Regions from separate parts of the Sus scrofa genome. Here all the other regions are linked to region 1. A link is a contact called in public HiChIP or PLAC-seq data. All regions are on one chromosome and are shown on one strand. Each heading gives the region's core, a stretch centred on a gene start, on an enhancer-like site or on the middle of the called end of the contact. The rest is flanking DNA. Distances are from core to core; before and after follow the strand shown.

What was found. HiChIP or PLAC-seq counts read pairs in DNA pulled down with a chosen protein or histone mark.
Region 2: a contact with region 1 is called in an H3K27ac HiChIP or PLAC-seq map of skeletal muscle, with 5 times the contacts expected there. The contact joins two enhancer-like sites. A contact is called at or near these places in 1 of 47 Hi-C or Micro-C datasets (blood) and 1 of 2 datasets of contacts at active chromatin or transcription factors (skeletal muscle).
Region 3: an H3K27ac HiChIP or PLAC-seq map of skeletal muscle shows a contact between it and region 1. The contact joins two enhancer-like sites. A contact is called at or near these places in 3 of 47 Hi-C or Micro-C datasets (epiblast stem cells, heart right ventricle and skeletal muscle) and 1 of 2 datasets of contacts at active chromatin or transcription factors (skeletal muscle).

Annotation. Positions count from the first base shown.
Region 1 is chr18:18,764,145-18,768,606 of Sscrofa11.1, reverse strand. No RefSeq gene overlaps it. Among named protein-coding and RNA genes, the nearest start is that of ZC3HC1, 26 kb to the right of the region's middle. Within about 2 kb of position 1,881, at least 2 of the 83 cell types and tissues checked have an H3K27ac peak or open chromatin away from gene starts, as enhancers often do. A contact at or near this core is called in skeletal muscle, where this site is marked.
Region 2 is chr18:19,053,152-19,057,613 of Sscrofa11.1, reverse strand. It overlaps NRF1 (nuclear respiratory factor 1), which reads left to right. Exons shown (of 11, transcript XM_021078993.1): 6 at 3,972-4,130. Among named protein-coding and RNA genes, the nearest start is that of MIR182, 69 kb to the right of the region's middle. Within about 2 kb of position 2,118, at least 2 of the 83 cell types and tissues checked have an H3K27ac peak or open chromatin away from gene starts, as enhancers often do. A contact at or near this core is called in skeletal muscle, where this site is marked.
Region 3 is chr18:19,024,341-19,028,802 of Sscrofa11.1, reverse strand. All of the region lies in intron 10 of NRF1 (nuclear respiratory factor 1), which reads left to right. Among named protein-coding and RNA genes, the nearest start is that of MIR182, 40 kb to the right of the region's middle. Within about 2 kb of position 2,677, at least 2 of the 83 cell types and tissues checked have an H3K27ac peak or open chromatin away from gene starts, as enhancers often do. A contact at or near this core is called in skeletal muscle, where this site is marked.

The sequences.
Region 1 (4,462 bases), core at 632-3,131:
ACTTTTTGATGATGGCCATTCTGCGTGGTGTGAGGTGATACCTCACTGTAGTTTTGATTTGCATTTCTCTGATAATTAGTGATACTGGCTATCTTTTCATGTGCCTTTTGGCCATCTGTATGTCTTCTTTAGAGAACGTCCATTTAGATCTTCCGCCCATTCCTTTTTTTTTTTTTTTTTTTTTTTTTGGCTGCACCCGTGGCATACGGATTAGTTCTAGGGCCAGGAACCTAGAACCCTCTCCATAGCAGCAACTCAAGCCACAGCAGTGACTCAGTGACAATGCTGGATCCTTAACCCACTGAGCCACAGGGAACTCCATGCCCATTTTTTCATTGTTTTTTTGATACTGAGCTGTGTGAACTGTTTGTATATTTTGGAAACTAATCCCATCAGTTGCATCATTTGCAAATACTTTCTCCCATTCTGCACATTAATTACTTTTATTGTTTTTCACCTACCTTACATCAAATGCATACAAAAAGTATAGGAGAAACAATAAAATAGAAAAACTTTTAGATATGGGTTAAGGAGGGAATATAAAGCTTACCAGAAATCTTTGCAAGGCCACAGACTATTGGTTATAGAACTATAAAGATTAAGGAGATGATTTTTTTTAAAAAATTCATTGTACCAACAGTAGTGTGCCAAAAAATTCAAAGAAAATTATATAACCCCATTTAATACTTTGACTTTTTTTTTTTGGTCTTTTTGTCTTACTTTGACTTTTCATTTTCTCAAGTTTTCTTTTAGTCATGGGTATACAAATCACAGTGAAGATATATGCTCTGGCATTGTTTCTCATATATATCTCGCAAACAAATTTCCGTATCAACAGAATCATTACAATGATCATTTCAATAGTTTGAATTACATTCCACTGATTTATACTCTATGTAGCTAAGCACTCTCCAGTTGTTAGATGCTTAGGTTACTTTCAACTTTTAACAGCTTCGTGTCTGTAACGTTCCCTGTTTTGAGCTAGATTCCTGCTCAGGAGGCAGACAGCACAGGCTTGGGAGGCAGTGTTTAGAAAAGTGCTTTTTAAAACACTAAGCAGCACTTAGTACATACTTGCAGTGACAGCTCTTCATCGTAGTAAAAAATCAATTTTCAGAGGTTTTCCTGTTTAGATTGTTCCTCTCTCAGGCCTGAGGAGTGGACCCCAGCTGCAGTATTTGCCTCACTATCACTTCAAAAGCGCTCGAAACCCATTCTGCCACCCAGAGACTGACTCTCGTGGGCATTTCATTCTCCTCCTTAGGTTTGGTCGAGCTGGATGAGACCGGCTAGGAAATGGACATGGAGGCTAAAAAATGATTTTGTCTCTGTGACCGTGGCTTCCTCATGAGAACAGTGAGAGTCTTGGAGGTAAATCCTTCCAGGTCTAAGACTGTATGTTCTTACTTCCACCCTCTGGAGGGCTGTTGGTGACTTGCATGGGAAACAGCCATTTTTTCCCCAAATCTAACCCTAGGATATGGACAGGGAGCTGACAGAAGTGAGGACAGAAAGCTGGAAAGTATATTAAGTTGGTCTGAATCTTTGGATATACCACGGTCCCCCAGGCCCCCCAGAGAAATTTCATCAATGTTCCCATTCCTTCTCTTCCTAATTGGCTTTAGCTACACAACAGTTGATTCAACCAGAGAGGCGCTGTGGACAGAAAGACAGTAATCACCGCCACCACTGCCACTTCAGCCAAGAAGCAATGAGAAAAGAGAGGCTGGGATGAAGATGGAACCATGGTCTCTGATTAAAGGGCTCAGGCACAGCATTCACTTCCAAGGCCATGGGTCACCCGAGCCAGATCACGGCTATGCAAAGCCAAAGGAGACTCAGAATAGGAGTAAAACTAAAAATAGCAAGGAAAACTGAGGAGGAAGAAGTGTTTGTTCTTTTGCTCTGTACATGCAGCTGTTTCTGTTCCTAAGATGGAACAGGGTGGAAGGGATTTAAAAGCTGGCTCCGAAGCAGCCACAACTGGTCTAAGAGTTTGACAAGTAAATGAGGAAAGCCCCCGAAGAGAATGTTCCATCTGCTAAGGCTATTCATGTTGGCTAAAATCTAAAAAAAGCGAGGCAAAGGACTCATTCTGGACACGGGTATTCTTTCTGCCGTGAGAGGCAGATCTCAACTTTGTGCTCAGGAAAAGAAAATCAGAGACTCACCACGCTGAAAGATATTCCCAAGCCCTGTTATAATGGAAGGAACAGAAGGCTGGGGAACGTGGATTTAGGCGTGGCTCTGTCACATTCTAGCTGTATGACAGAGCTTATTATTAGATGTCTCTGAGCTTCAGTCTTTTTTTTTTTTTTTGGTCTATTTAGGGTCACACCCACTGCATATGAAGGTTCCTAGGCTAGGAGTCTAATTGGAGCTGTAGCTGCCAGCCTACACCACAGCCACAGCAACGTGGGATCAGAGCCTCGTCTTCAACCTACACCACAGCTCATGACAATGCTGGATCCTTAACCAACTGAGTGAGGCCAGGGATCAAACCCGCCACCTCATAGTTCCTAGTCGGATTCATTTCCTCTGCACCACGAGAGGAACTCCGAGCTTCAGTCTTAACCTCTGAGAAAACAAAATCTACTTGGACTTGAGAAATGCAACTTTTGTTAAAACAGAACATAGAATTCTAGAGGCCTCAGTGGAGAAAAATAGTAAAAACAAGAATCTGAAGACTGGTAGGAGTGGCCAAACTAGGAAGCTGGAATGGCCTTGAACAGCCAGGGGTCTTCAAGATACAACCACCTGCCTTGACGTCTGAGACCAAGACTGCAAAAGAAGGTTCTGACCTGGGAGGTAGAGAGGAAAGTGTTGGAAATCCTATTTGCTGGCAAGAGAGCCATTAGAGACAACTAACGCAGATGATATGTATCCCCTAAGCCATCTAGCCTCACTATGTCTAAGTGGGAAAATTCCTTAGAAAGATGACTTATAATGCTTTATGGATAGTAAAATAGCAAAATGAAATCTTAGGCAATTTCCTTTTTTAAAAGGGTCTGTCAAAAGAAAAAAAAATTCAAATAAAGAATCAAATCAGGGAGTTCCCGTCGTGGCGCAGTGGTTAACGAATCCGACTAGGAACCACGAGGTTGCGGGTTCGGTCCTTGCCCTTGCTCAGTGGGTTAACGATCCGGCGTTGCCGTGAGCTGTGGTGTAAGTTGCAGACACGGCTCGGATCCTGCGTTGCTGTGGCTGTGGCGTAGGCTAGTGGCTACAGCTCCGATTCGACCCCTAGCCTGGGAACCTCCATATGCCGTGGGAGCGGCCCAAAGAAATAGCAAAAAGACAAAAAAAAAAAAAAAAAAAAAAAGAATTAAATCAGGAAAATTGGGTTACCAGAAAGGTCAAACCAAAAACTTCCAGAGGAACAACCCACAAGAAGAATGAATAACCGCCTGGGCTTGAAGCGATGGCCTAGCATGTGGAAGAAAACAAATGCTTTGGGAAAGTAAGTTCATGAGCTCAATCCCATCTATATTAGTCAGAAATCTCCAGAGAAACAGAACCAATAGGATATGTACAGATATAAAGAAAGAGGTTTGTTATGGGAACTGGCTCAGGCAATTACAGGACCTGGAAGTCCCATTATCTGCCAGATACAAGCTTGGAGGCCCAGAACGCCAGTGCTGTAGCCCCAGTCCAAGTCCAAAGCCCCGAGAAGCAGGAGCTCCAACGTCCAAGGGCAAGAGAAGATGGAGCTTCCAGCTCAAGGAGAGAGCAAAGTTGTCCTTCCTCAGCCTTTTTGTCCTTTTTTTTTTGTCTTTTGTCCTTTTTAGGGCCACACCTGCAGCATATGGAGGTTCCCAGGCTAGGGGTCTAATTGGAGCTACAGCTGCCGGCCTACGCCAGAGCCACAGCCACGCCAGATCCGAGCCACATCTGTGACTACACCACAGCTCACGGCAAACGCTGGATCCTTCATCCACTGAGCGAGGCCAGGGATCGAACCCGCAGCCTCATGGTTCCTAGTCAGATTCGTTTCTACTGTGCCACGACGTGAAGTCCCCCTTTTGGTTAGATTCGGGCTCTCAGTGGACTGGATGGTGCCCACGCATGTTGATGAGCGGCATCTTCTTTACTATGTTTACCGACTCAGTGTCCATCTCTTCTGGAAACCCTTTCACAGACACATCCAGAAAGAAGATTTTGCCAGCTATCTGGGCATCCTTGAACCCAATTAAATTGGCATGTAAAATGAGTCATCACCCCACCTAAGACTGCTGCTTACTATGCGAAAGTCCACTCAGTCCAGTCTAGTGGCATGTTCACTGGAAACTGGACAGGTAGCCTGGAGCCCTCAGGTACACTGTTCAACAGGCTGGCATTAGGGTCCTTGGGAGATGATATGACTGACAGCGTCACTCTCTGTGGCTCTAGGTTCTATAGATTTTGAGCATTTGAAACAATGGCCCTTGACTTTCACACACTGAACCCTTCTCTCCTGACCTCT
Region 2 (4,462 bases), core at 869-3,368, 290 kb before region 1:
TGGCATAGGCTGGCAGCTGTACTGATTAGACTCCAAGCCTGGGAACCTCCATAGCCCTCAGGTGCGGCCCTAAAAAGCAAAAAAAAAAAAAAAAAAAAAAAAGAAAGAAAAAAAAGAAAAGCTACTTAAGTTATCTCTATGAACGGAGGTCAGTGGTGCAGATAATCCCCAATAGTGAGCAAAACATCATTTTGCTTTTGTTTTCTAATGCCCTTTAAATGTCCACTTGAGTATGATTGGGACCGTCAACATGGAAATTCTTAATTTTAAATTAAAATAATGAAATCACAGTCTGAAGATTCTTCAGTTTTCCTTCCCTGCTACATTCCTGTAGAGTATAGAAAACATCACCTTTCAGTGTGATTTGATTTCAACTGCCTTTTCTTTAAATTTGTTATGTATTCTCTGACCTCTTCAGAGGTGGACTTGGCCAACGTTTTGGTTTGAAACGCCTTTTCTTGGTAACTGAACCTAAATGGACATCAGGAGCTTCAAAATCCTTCATCTTGAGTACTTGCAGAGCAGAGAGGGAAAGAATAAGAGGAGAAGGGTATTTAAGAATATAGGATTATGCCTTGTTTGGACAGCAAAGAAGTAACTAAGTTTACAAGTGGGAAGTTTCTAGCATAGGAAGAAATATTGTTTCATTGTGGCTGGATTAAAATTTTTAGAGTTTTAGAAAAAGTCTTTTTAAAAAAAAAAACAAAACCGTCTGTGGTTTCCACATAATCTTTACTTTTGATTGCCACTGGCATAAATTTGATATCTTTTTTTCTTGCTGAATGTGCCCTGGAAAGAGTGGTATCTCCTACTCTCTACTAGGTTGAGGTGGCCTTGCTGACCACGCTGGGCACTGGAAGCCCATCTAGAGCCCTAACTCTGAATGGGAAGCTGGGAAAGCTTGTTGTGGCCCAATTAGAGGCCAGCCGGAGAGGATGGGCTTTACCTTTGCTGATCCTGTTGATTGTCTCCCCTGCGGATTAAAGACAAACCTCCCTTAACAAGCACATTGAGTAGCTTGGGTTTCCAAAACTCTCCGGGACCAGTAATTAGTCCAACTGGTAATGAGAGCACAGTGCTGAATTCTGGAAAGGAATGATTTAACTCTTTCTGTTCTGGACAGCTCGTTCACCTTATTCATCTCCCTTTTGCCGTGGCACTGTTTATTCGGGACAGTATGAAAATAGTCTGGTGGAAAATTGCCTTTCAGTGAAGTCATATTATCACTATGCATTTAAAAGCAAAGATTGTCCTTCATCCCCAATCTGTACAGACTTGAAAAGTTTACTTTTATAATAGAAAGTGCTTTTTGCCTCTTATTTTGATATAGGAGCAAATTTTATTTTTATTTTTTAAATTAATTAATTTTTTTGACTGCACCCATGGCATGCACAAGTTCCCGGGCCAGGACTGAACCAGAACCACAGCAGTGACAACACCAAATCCTTAACCACTAGGCCCCCAGGGAACTCTAAATGGGGCAAATTTTATACAGCTGACAGTTAGTACTTTAAAAAGCTAAGATCTGACTCTGAATTGGAACTTAATTTCTCACTGGGTCTGTTTTTTAGCTGAATGGGGTTTTTGCCTGTGGAAGTAACCTTTTCTTTGTGCTGCTTCTCTTTTTCCTGCTTCTCATGTTAGCCTGTACTGTCTTTTTCCTAGGGTTTTGAAACATTTCCCATCCAGAAATTTCTAGCACATAAAACATCTTTTAGGACTTTAAAAAATTTTAGCTTTTTGTTAATTTAGAGATATTTGGCCTTCTTATTTCATGATCTCCCCACTTTGTTAGGTGTGGATACAAAGACCGTTAATGGGATTGAGAGAAAGGGGAGACTTATAAAAGTCTGTGGTATTGAGTCTATTTTGTTTATCCATCTGAGAAAGCCATTGTTTTTTTTAATATAGGAAAAATGTAAATATTGTGTGCGAGGATTACATAAGCCTTTTCCTTCTCTGTTTATCTGAGGCTAGAAAAAGACGCTCGCAGGAAGCCAGGATAAAGGGGAAAATGACTTTGAGATGCACTTTCTTAAAATAACTGAAGAAGTGACCTCATGAACCAGCTGATAGCCTGGGTTTGCAAATGGATACATTTCTATTAGCCTGCTGCCTGATGCCGCAGAGCCAAATATATAATGGAGTGAGTGCATTATATCATATCCTGCAGGCAGGAGACTGTCTGGGAGATGGGGAACTTAGAAAGAGGTGAAATGGCAGGCTCGGCACAGGAATTAACGATGTAAATACTGTTAACTGAACTTTCTTTATTAGCTGAACAGTACTGTTTTGGGTTAATGATTCTCTATTATGTACTAATTGGCATTATCCTCTGGTAAAATAATATTTAAATGAGAATATTTGATATTTAAATAGTCTCTTCAATACAATGTTGCTGTATTCATTCTCTCATTAATACTTAAGTATTCTCATTTCTCTCTTTTTCTTTCTCTAATTTACAGCTATAGGCCCATGTCCTTGGGTCTGACTCCTGCTAAAATTGTCCTCTCCTTATGGTCCTAGGCTCTAGATGCAATATGAGTGTGTCCTTAGATGGAGGATGCTGCTTATCTCTGAGGAGCTATAGACCACCAGGTTCAAAGTAAAGAAGTAGGTCTAGGGAGGAAGATTGGTAGTTGTCTCTGTGGTTTAGCATCTGTTTGGTCTGGATTTGATTTGTAAAATACATTTGAATGAAGCCAGAGTTGTTTTTAATTCCTCAAAGACTTGGGTTGCAACCCCAAGGACACAGTAAGCTGACCCACCCATCTAACCTACTCTATCTCCAGTCTGTTTCTTTATGTCAGGGAGAAAATCTTCAGCTAGGATAGAAATCAAGAGATTCCTCTGTTAGGAGGGATGGATTAGGAGTTTAGGGGTTATTAGATGCAAACTGGTTGTATATGGGATGGACAAACCACAAGGTCCCATTATATAACACAAGGAACTATATTCAGTATCCTGTGATGAAGCACATGAAAAAGAACCCGTGAAAGAATGTGCGTGTGTGTATAACTGAATCACTTTGCTAAACAGCAGAAATTAATACAATATTGTAAAACCAACTGTGCTTCAATAAAATTTTTATATTAAAAAAATTTGAAGTCCATAATGTGTTTAAAATCAATACATACTTCATTATGTATATCTGTATGTCAGACATTGGACTAGAAACTTTTTAAGATGAGTTTTAGGGTTATTTTCCCTTTTTATTCAGTAAAGTCCATTTATTTCCATATATTTTATAACCACATCATTACTAAATTCTCTTATTGTTTATAGTAGTTTCTCATTTGATTCTCTGGAGATTTCCAGATCCACAGTCATATCACCTACAAATTTTATCTGTTCTCATCTCTTATTTCTCTCATCTAATGATTCGGATTACTTCCTCCAGCACAGTGTTGAAAACATGTCGACTTTGTTTGACACCTTGAATGTATGGACATACTAAAAGGGAAATAAGCAGAGTTTCCATCAGAGTGCAATGGGATCAGTGGTGTCTCTACAGCGTCAGGACGCATATTTGATCCCCAGTCCAACACAGTGGGTTAAAGGACTTGGCGTTGCTGCAGCCACGGCGTAGGTTGCAGCTATAGCTGGGATCTGATCCCTGGCCCGTAAACTCGATTTGCCATGGGGCAGCCAAAAAATAAAAAATAAGATAAAAGAGAAATAAGCATCTTAGGGGGCAGAAGTCAAACATGGAGGCAGATGTTCTTGATCTTACTGGAACAGGTGTATGAAACACAGCTTAAGGTGCACTTTACAAACATTTGTATAATTCTCCATCATTCATGGAGCTACAATAACCTATGGGAAACATTTGGTTCTCAGTGTTGCATTTTGGAACTCTCCAATAGCCTCCAGGGACACTCTCTATTTTATAACCTTAGAATTTGTTGGGAGACACAAATATATCCCAGATGTCTTTCGTGACTACTGATGACCATGCTCTTGTTTTTTAGGCCCAGCTTCGGGCATTTATTCCAGAGATGCTGAAATACTCCACAGGTCGAGGAAAACCAGGCTGGGGTAAAGAAAGCTGCAAGCCCATCTGGTGGCCTGAAGATATCCCATGGGCAAATGTTCGGAGCGATGTCCGCACAGAAGAGCAAAAGCAAAGGGTGAGGCTTCCTCTGGCCTGAGTTGCCTGTTGCTTTTCTGTTCTGAATCAGCCACCTAGTTTTTGTTATCCTATTTCTTGTGCTATAAAAAGTCTAAAAATATTTGTGTCAAATATTGTGTTGAATGTGTCCCCCAAAAGAAGTTTGATATTCTCTAATTTATAGACTTTCCCATTCATTACTCCATCACTATAAAGACTTAGGATGGGTCTGTGAGCTTACACTTATCTCTGCATTGTTGCCCTTTGGGGCAGTTTTAATTTTATAAGGTGCTTGGAAAAACTGAATAAACTTGAAGTAAAGGTATTAATCACTTTGTAGACTTAGAAATG
Region 3 (4,462 bases), core at 1,428-3,927, 260 kb before region 1:
CAGGCCTAGATGGATGCTCTAAAAGCTGCACCACTCCCAAGGTCTGTGATCTTGGGCAAGCACATAAGCTCTCTAAGCTTCGGCTGTAAGAATTAGTGTAGCAGTACTTCCATGCTCAGAAGGTAGTTGTGAGCATGACATAAAGTGATTCCTGGAAAGTGCTTAGCACAGTGCTTGACACATAGAGACATCATAAACATGAAATTATTATTAGCTGTCAGCATCAATGTCTCCTCCAGCATTCCCCCAAATAGGCTGTTAGAGCACACAGTACTGTCACAGACCCTGCTTTCCAGTCTTTAGGATGCATCCAACTGCTTACCTTATGCAGGTAAAGGACTTATGCTCCAGAGATGAGTACTGTAAAATCAAGAATAGATCAGAGCTTTTTCTGTAACCTTGAGTAAAGGAAATCGAAGGAACCTTGATTGAAGGTGACATTGTTTAATGGCTCCTGCATTTGGTTATATCACTCCCCATGGCCAGGGCTGCTGTTCTTCCAGTGCAGTGTTTGCCGTAGTTAGTGTGGCCTTAGTTACTTCTGATGGCATAATGTTTCTTCGCATCTGAGCAACTGCCTTGTATTTCAACTTCCATCATGAAAGACGACTTTTTCACTTTTTCCTCCTTACCACCACCGCCATCATCCATCATTACTTACAACATGGACTGTTCCAGCTCTTCTTTAAAATGCCACGTCTTCATTTTGATAAGCTATAAAAGCCATCTCTCATTCTTCCTTTTTCTGTGCTCCTCATTCTCTGGACACATTAGTATGTGGACCTGTTCCCAAAAGAGTCAGTGGGGATGTAAATATTAAATTAATTTAGGAAATACGTCAGTGTCGCTCCTTCCAAAAGACACTGATATGCTATTCTAGTGTGCCCTAAATCACTGTTTGCTTCAGTATTGTAATTAAATTTTAAGTAAATAAATGTATTAAGTAAAGTTTTATTTAAAGGTTCATATTCATTCACTGTAAAACGTGATAATAGCTTTAAAAAGAACTGTTGTGTTCTTTGATTCTTTGATAGTATTTGTACCTTTAAATGCGAAGATGGTGCGTTCAGTTCCTCTGGGACTGGAAGCAGGCAGCCCCTGAGCACCAGCGTTGTATGTGAGCTGAGAGTCCTGGGCTGCAAGCCCCCCCATCCTGACAGTCCCTGGAGAGCAGCGCCTATGGAACTGTGGGTTTTCAGGCCACCCTCCTGTAAAGTAAATGGCCCTCCTTTCCACAAAGAGGGAGACCTGAAGGGAAGCTAAGATACTAGGATGGTATCAGGCAAACCAAACTGAGGCATTGCCCGTTCTGTAAGATCGATCGGTCCTACAGCTGCTTCCCCTTCAGAACCATAAGTCTTTTTTAAATGGGGGCGGAATAGGACATACTTAGAGACCTGGAAAGGTTATATCTTGGAACAGATAAGATAAGGAGAGATCTGAGCTATGGTTCAGAAAGAAGCAGGGTAAGAGCTGAGTACATGAATGGGGCCTGCAACTGGGGTGACTGGGGAGCTTCGGCAGCGGCACAGAGCAGGCTCGAACAGGATGCTGCTCAGGGAAACTCTGTGTTTGCAGACAGGGTTTTCCCTATTTAAGTCAGCTAACTTTTAAGATGAATAGTTTTCATTCTGGGAAACGTGTTCATAGATGTCATACGGAAAATAACTGTTTCTGTTTTGCTCTATATCTGCCGTCTGTATGCCTTGAGCATAATTATTTAGCGCTTTCATCTTTTTCCTTTCTTTCGTCATTCTTTCCTTTTCATTTTTTTACCACTAGTCTTACTACTACTACCACCGCCAGCGTGACCCCCTTGCCACTGACTAAGTGAGCACTCTGTGTTCTTCCGCCTTCCCCCAGTAAGGTGGGTAGAGCAGCGCTTAGAGCCCTGTTTTGCAGAGGCAGCTAAAGCTAGGACTTGCCCGGGATCGCTCAGCTACTAAATGATGAAACTGGAAACCAAACCCAGACCTCCAAGACTCTTTCTCCTGCCTATATGGGCTTGCTTTTGCCCCCTTCACTCCATCTTGCCACTCCACCCAACCAAGAAGGTATAAAACCAGCGAAAATCATCACTTTCCTGTTTTTGTGGTTAAACTGTTATTTGGTGAGGCTCACTATTTTGCAGGCTTATTTTAAGGAATGATCATAGCTGTATTTTGCTCACTTTAGAAGACAGCATCATGATGAATCTTAACAGAAGCAAATAAGTAAATGGCATCAAAACTCAAGATCTAAAGGTGTGTCCAATTCAGTAGCTACTAGCTATGTGTGGCTCTTTGAATTTAAATGCAACTTAATTAAAATTAAACAAAAATTCAGTTATTCACACTTAGCCACAGTTCGAGTGCTCAGTAGTCATTTGTGGCCTGAGGTACTGAATTTTTTACGTAGTTTTAATTTATTCACATTTAAGTTGAAATAGCCACGTGTAGCTAGTGGCTTCTAATGGACCAAACCCATCCAGAACATCTCCATCCTTGCAGAGCGCTCTGTTGGATAGCACTGACCTAGAGGCCGTAGCAAACATACTGTGGTCTTCTGGCAAGTTGTGCCCCTTCTGCCCAGGGGAGGGCAACAGAAATACTTCATGAGCCTTCCTTCCCAGTGACCTTCTCAGCTCGTAGACAGCATGGCTTTGCTAAAAAAAAAACTACCACATGACTACAGTAATCCGCAGCCAGCAAACAGCTGGGCAGGAGGGTTACAAGAAGAACTGGCCTATTTTTGTGCACTGCAGAGTCCTGAGCAGGAAAACCTGAGACAGGAGGCAGTGGTGACACCTAGACCCACTTCCTAGTCCCTTTATTCATGACCTAGGCCACTTGCCCATTTCCACTTGGTGGCCTCACAAGTGCAAATTTCTCTTAGCTGTAGTGATCTTGAGGTCAGGTGCTATAAGAGATTTATGGTGACCCCCCCCCAAAGGATTAAATATCCAGAGCTTTGTAGGTTACAGGCTGAAAGAAGCTATTACCATTGGATGAATTTGAGATTTCATGTGGCTGCTTCTGAGAGATGGGAACCTGGAGATGTGTAACGGGGCTCTCGATGCAGGAACCCCAAGGGGGTTACAGTTCTCCTCCCCGTGTATGTTGCTCACTCAGCCCTTTCATAGCATAGAAGCTTGTCCACTTTTCCTGCTCCCTTCATTATGACCTCCTCAAGTCTAAAAATGCCTTCCAGAATAGCTCTCAGAGGGAAGTGGCAGTTTTTCTGACTCCCCAGTCTCCCCCACCCAGGGGGATATATTGAGAGCATGAATTTTAGGGGCAGCGGAGAATACTTAGTCCGCTTCTCTGTAGTGCCTGCAGCATCATGAGCACATAATAGCTATTAACTCCTACTACTGCTGCCTCGACTACCAGTGTTTATCAAACACTCACACTGAGAATCGTTCAGAAAGCCTCTGTAACGATAGACACATATTGTGTCCCTCAGGCATGCTGGGGCAGACAAAACTGAGATTCAGTTCTCCAAAGTTAGCAGGCCTTTTCTGTCACTCACCAGACGTTGCTCCCATAGCTGGAGGAGTTTCTAGTTATTGGGGTTCTTTGGTGCCTTTGTCTCCTGCACAGATACTGACCTGTGGATACCTTCAGAAGGAGCAGGACTGCCTCTCAAAAGTGGCATTGTAATGTTTAGATTCATGTTTGTCCTTGCGGAGTCTCAGGCATTCCTCATTGTTTACCAGGACTTGTTAATCTAGGCCCTGTGGAGAAAAAGAGGTCCTTTACAATGAAAATGACCACTATGCATTGGTCTCTATTCTTAGCATTCATCTGAGCCATGGCCATGGCCTTCAGATGCTTTTAAGATGCTTCCCATGTTGAAAGCTGAATGCCTGCAGAGTTGACTCCTCAGGGCCCCAGAGGAAGTTAGCACGCAAGCAAACCCAGGTTGGTCTGACTGTCGGGGTCTCAGCTTGGGTAAACTTGATGAGCCAGGGATGTTCTGGGCATTAGGACTCAGGTCAGGGCTTCAGGTCAGAGATTTATAAGAAGGTGCCTGCCATCAGGCAGATAGACACCACTGACCATGGTCTGTCCATCCCCAGTGTCCTCAAGGCCAAGTTACATGTTTCGTTATCTCATTCTCCTTCCCTTTAGGTCCCCAGATCTTTCTGAGTCTTTGTATTCGAAAGACAGATTCTGGTCTTAGATGATTCCAGCTCCCTGTAACCAAGACAGAATCTTGGTGCCTGTCATTGCAGGTAATATTCTGTAAAGGGATTTTTTTTTTTTTTTTTTTTGCATACTAAATCCAGAATCATAATTGGACAAGTTTAATTGGAGTCATTTCTTTTCAATATGTGGATGAAAAAGTAGTTTTAATTGAACATGTAAAAAAGGGATTAATCACTGTTCACGCAAGAACCAGAATATCATAACTGGAAAAATTCTTACAGAATAAAGTTTTTAAGGTTCTTGGGTAAGGGGGACTTTGCTTTTTTTATTTA